Regions from separate parts of the Zea mays genome. Here region 1 is linked to region 2. The links are chromatin contacts, called in public Hi-C maps. All regions are on one chromosome and are shown on one strand. The core of a region is the stretch at or near the end of the contact, and the rest is flanking DNA. Distances in the headings are between cores, read along the strand shown.

Region 1 (2,706 bases), core at 78-2,577, 73 kb after region 2:
GTTTAAGGTAAGCACGAAATGACCTATATAGAGACATGAAAACACCCATATATTTATTAAAACCACACTTTAATCCACACTTTTATGTGCTTGATAAAGAACACAAAGATGGAGACGATACTAGTTAAATGTTTTTTGCAGCTTTGAATTAGAGTATGTGATGTAATTTTACTTTTGTTATGAACATTAGATGAATTGAACTTATAAACTATGTCTGAAGCTAGTTGCACTCTTTTTCCTTCTAAGAAGAGATTTTTTAACGAGGTAGTTATTGCATAGCTCGATTAACTTAATAGAAATATTAAGTTTTATTTTGATCAAATTTATGTATCTTATATTTTATTTTTTAATAAATTTGTTTTAAATTTTAAGCTCCCGTCGGATCAGAAATTGATTTTTTGGTTTTTTATAATTTTGAACCGTCCGAAATGAGCTTTAAACAATTACGTGTCGAACTGTGGATCGAGGTCTAAGACCATGTGCCGACCCGACATAACTAAAAATAATTTCTAATCGTATTGACCCAAAATCAAAATTTAAATGGATCAAAACATTTTTAGACTTGAGCTAGGTCGAACCAGATAACCCGAAGGTACACCTATACTTCCGACGCATGACTCGACCTAGAGCACACGTCTAGCTCCCGTTCTCTTCTCCTAGCATCAATAAGGTGTTTTGTTTGTCTACAAATTTTACAAGACCGGCTTAATTGAGCCATTGTACATGCCCAAAAACAAAGACTCCGAGGGATGTTTGAGATGACTCTAGGTTTCAACTCTAATATGAAACTGCAGTTTATAATATCAATTTAAATAGTTTTAAAAATATTTCTAATCTAAATAATAAATAAAATGAGTTTTCTAAATGTCTTTTAAAACTTATAACTTGAACTTTACGATTTTTTGAGCATCTGATAATGGTCAGAAGCTGAAAAATGGAACAAACAAGTCGATAGATCAAAGAAAAAGGGTGTGTTTGGTTTGAGGAATAAAGTGATCCATCTTCTTCTCACTCCTCGCATTTTTATTTGGTTTGTTGAATAGAATGAGTTGGTCCATCACCACCTCATTCCTCATAAGCTAATAATTAGTATATACATGAGGAGTGAGTTGATTCCACTAAAATTGATGGAATTAACTTATGATGCATCACCTCATGAAGCATTGGGTGACTCCACAAACCAAACACATCAAAAGGCTCTAGCTAATCATACTGGTTTAGGTTTCAAGTTCCAAATGGACGCGCATTTGACTATACGTAAAAGGAGCCTCACCCTACAGCCTCACCCTACAGCCTGTACTCGACATTTCCCCAAATATGTGCAGGTCAGAAAAGGAGCCTCACCCTACAGCCTATACGTAAAAGCGGGCCCGGTCTTGAAATCCATAAAGAACGCCTATTTCAGTCCATTTGCACTTCCTCGCCACCGCCGCTTCGTTGGTACATCTCTCTCTTCCCCACGCCATCCCCGACAAGCGGCAAATAACCTCTCCGGCGGCGAGACAGATGGAGTCGACCTCCGGCGAGGATGCTCCGAAGCGCAACCCGCTCCCGTCCGCGCTCGTCTCCAACCTACAGTCCGTGCTCGCCGCCCGCCGCCCGTCCGCGGCAGAGGTCAGCACCGCCGCCACAGCTAGCGAGGCTGAGGCTGAGGCTCAGGAAGCGGAGGCGTCCGATGCCCCCGCGGGAGATGGGACGCCGGCGAGGCCCATCGTGCTGCTGACCTGTGCCGGGGGGATCCGGTCGGCGGGTCTCGCGGCGCTCGTCGACGCCCTCGTTGCCGCCGGCCGCTGCGACGTCCACGTGTGTGCCCCCGAATCGTACGTGCTGCGACTTAGAAAACCAAGGCGTCTTAATTTCCCCTTACATTTGCTCTTATGATTGCAAAGTACTGTTTGCTTTCCATTGGATTTGTTGGGAGATAAATTAAGTAGTCCTGATTTGGGACGCCCTGCGCCTGTTTACTCCCATTAATGTACTAATTTGGTTGCCATTTGCCTGTGATTGTGGAACCGAACTGATTTGGGGCCCTTTGTTTATTTGAAGGGACAAGCAAGCCTGTGGCCATTCAATTACCATCCGTGAAACCATCGCTGCGTCATCCGTGGATTTCACAGGCGCTAAAGCTTTTGAGACATCAGGTGAGGGCCATTCGTTCATTCAATTGTGCACAATTTGGGTCACACATTGCTGAGCCCGGTGGTCCCGATATTTTATCTTTGCTGACTTTGATCATTGAAAACTTAGGCACGCCGGTTGACTGTGTCTCGTTGGCCTTATCTGGGAGGCTGTTTCCTTGGTCGTCTCCTGCTTTGGTACCGTGATTGTTTATTCTTTCGGAATAGGATTTCCAAGTGTTACTATCTTGAAGGTAATTTGATTTGTGGTTTTAAAAAACCACTTATTTTGTTTATACAGGTGATCAGTGGTATCAACACGGGATCAAATTGTGGATATGAGATGTATGCTCTTGTTTCAGAAATGGTCCATTGACTGTCCATTTTCTATTTTGTTATCAATTCATTTCAGAACTCTGTAGGTTCCACTCTTCTGCCATTGCTGCTGCGAGGGAGGCCTTAGTGTATGGGGTGCCTTCAATTGCAATCTCATTGAATTGGTGAGATGCTTCTACCTGTATTGATTTTATATTTCAAATTTTGTACATCATCATTAACGTTATTGGTTCATGACAACAATACATGATGG
Region 2 (2,940 bases), core at 141-2,640:
CTCTTTTCCCTCCACCTCAGAATTTGTAAGCCTCTCTGGACGAAATTTCTAAAGGGGGTTCTCATGCACATCCTCTACTCTCCAACCGATCTGTTGTATTTATTTTGTTTGTACCGGTGCTTTCTCTTTCTCTCTTGCTATTCATTAATACACTCCAGTCGACTTGGGAGGTCTTGGAATACCTAATCTTCTCACCATGAGTTGGGCATTACAAATGAGATGGCTATGGCTTCAGAAAACAAACTCCGGTAAACATTGAGAGACCTTGACCTTAATGTTTCCAATCAAGACAGAGCTTTATTTCGGGTATACGTGACCTCTATTATTGGTGATGGAGCTACAACTTATTTTTGGATGGATAAATGGATTAATGGGTGCTCTATTGAGGAGCTTGCACCGATCATTGTTGGTGCAGTCCCAAAAAAATATAGGAAAGTTAGGACTGTGCAGCAGGCCTTCCCTTCACATTTTTGGGTTCAGGATATACATGGAAACCTATCTCTTGCAGGCATTATGCAATACTTGCTGGAAAATTTCAATCTAAAGGAAAACAATGATACACATGTCTGGAGATTTTCTATTGATGGGGTATTCAGATCAATGTCTCTAGCACGGTTCTCTAAATCTAGATACGGTTCTACTCATATAACTCACGTAAATGAATCGTATCGTAAGAGGTTATAGTGAATAAGGTTGTATAAAGGGATTTCTTAGTTGTATCTAGTGCTTATAAAACTGTAATGTACTATTCACAAATATATGACATTGTTGAATTTTTTCGAAAACTTTGACAATTTGTCTATTCAAAATATTTATTCAAAAATATAAAATTTTAAGTTAAGCACAAACTACCTTAAGTGATAAATAAATCACAAAAAATAAATCAAAGTTTTTTTAATAAGATGGGTGATCAAAGTTTTAAAAAAATCAACGTAGTCATATATTTATAAACATAGGGAGTAATATTTAGGTTGCACATGTCCTAACAGTGATGACTTTGCAGCTGAGAGCGTGCGTACGTATCTGCGTGTCTGTGTTGGGGTGTGTGTGTTTCAGGGGAGGTGGGGCAACCGGCCATCGAATGCCAGAAAACAGAACTATGCATACTATGCTTTGAGAAGAGGCAGCGTACATAATAACGTACATACCAAACACCAAAGAAAACAGCGGGAATTTTTCATGCACATCGGGAGCATAGACCGCCGCCGCTGGGCCGACCGGCGCGACACGCAAACAGTAAAAGCTCCGGTGGACATGGCCCCATAAGTGCATCATCGTTCAGTGCAACATGTGCGTTTCGTCGGGGGTGAGCGGCTCCAGCTCGCAGGTGGGGATGCCCTCGCTGGGCAGCCCGGGGAAGCCCTTGCGCGTGCAGGCATCCTCGCAGCTCTTGGTGCAGGCCATCTCCCGGCACTTGCCCGCGCACTGGCCCATGCTCGGGATCCGCGTCCGCACGCACAGCTTCATGCACTCACAGATGCAGTTCTGCCCAGCCTCCGCGCGCGGCGCTGCGGCTAGCGCCAGCGCCACCACGGCGAGCACTACCATCATAGCCGCTGCCCTCGCCATGTTCGTCGGCGGCCGCGCGCGGTTTTCCTCGGACGACGGCAGTAACTTCCGACGACGACGTGCGTAGCCCCTGCAGGTCAGGTCTCGGCGTTGGCTTTCAAGAGTTGATGTGTGCATGCGCGATGTGTCGGATCCGTAGCCAGCTAGGCTCCACTGTTTTGAATTGGCTACAGTTGCACCGGCCGACCTTGAAACCAGGCACCCATTGGTTGATCACGGAAATCCCTAATAATAGCTTGTGCTCTGAGACTAAAAATAGCATCTTTTCTTTCTTTTTTAGTTATTTCGTCACGCGCGGCACGTGTATGCGACGTGCCGACGTCGATCCGTTCTTTCGGACCCTTGCATGCATGCAGCCGGCGATCGATATACTGGCTCGCGGCTCGCCCGGCCTCACATGAGCTCAGAAAAGGGGTCACATGGCGCTGCCCTGGCCCGGCGCGACCACAGCACGGTCTCCGGTCCCAGTTTATGCGATCCGCACGTACAACCGATCAGTACGTGCGCCCCAGTCCCCCACTCAGCCGGAAAATTTTTCTCTATATCTGGATGCAAACACTCTTTTTTACAATCCCTCACATACATCACATTATTTAAAGGCCACAAAAACAGATTAAATTTTACAACTTAACCCTTTACTAATTTATTTTTTTTCTATTTATATGGATCATCAGGTGGTGGATGTCAAGAGCTACAAAAGAGTTTCTTTGTATCCCAGATGTAAAAAAAATTCCACTCTACCCACATACTACTCCATTGTTCTGCCATCCAGCGTACTTAACGATAGCATGCGTGGGTAATACTTCTATACCCGTTTGGTAGAGCTCCAACAGCTTCGCTCACAGCGAGAATCACTCCCGCGTAGCTAAATAGCAAAAAAAACTGAACTGCTCCACGGTGAAAGCGGAATGAATTTACTCTCTGTTTTGTACTAGAAGGTGGGAGCCAAAAAAAACTTGCTTCTCGCTGCTCCCCACTCTCCAACCCCTCAAGAATCACATCACAGACTATTTGTCAAACGGTTTTTATCAAATAGATATACTTTTGCTAGAGAATCACTCTATTGGAGAATCAGCTCTTGGAGTTAGAGAATCATGGAGCGCAGCACTGCCAAACGAGCTCTAGCTAGCATGGAGCTTGTATCTTTAACGCTAAATAGCCACACTATTTGTACTTTTCATGGTGCACCAACAAATAATGAATGTAATGAAGAAGGATGATGAAGCTCAATGATATGAATTATTGTAATGAAGGTAAATCTAAACTTGCTTGATACATAATAACCTAAACTTGCTTTATACATAATAAAATGATGCACACGATATTGACATGGATCAATAGTCCTCAAGCATTCATTCTTCTTATTCAGAT

The links. A called contact is a pair of places that touch in the nucleus more often than the background predicts.
Region 1: a contact with region 2 is called in a Hi-C map of ear, with 2.9 times the contacts expected there. The contact joins the promoter of LOC100284704 here to the enhancer-like site in region 2. A contact is called at or near these places in 2 of 25 Hi-C or Micro-C datasets (ear and tassel).

What each region holds. Positions count from the first base shown.
Region 1 is chr8:158,425,585-158,428,290 of Zm-B73-REFERENCE-NAM-5.0, forward strand. It overlaps LOC100284704 (acid phosphatase), which reads left to right and starts at 1,328. Exons shown (of 10, transcript NM_001157599.2): 1 at 1,328-1,820; 2 at 2,047-2,141; 3 at 2,248-2,315; 4 at 2,419-2,462; 5 at 2,540-2,617. The coding sequence starts at 1,507.
Region 2 is chr8:158,352,796-158,355,735 of Zm-B73-REFERENCE-NAM-5.0, forward strand. No RefSeq gene overlaps it. Among protein-coding and RNA genes, the nearest start is that of LOC100282481, 50 kb to the left of the region's middle. Within about 2 kb of position 1,391, at least 8 of the 20 cell types and tissues checked have an H3K27ac peak or open chromatin away from gene starts, as enhancers often do. A contact at or near this core is called in ear, where this site is marked.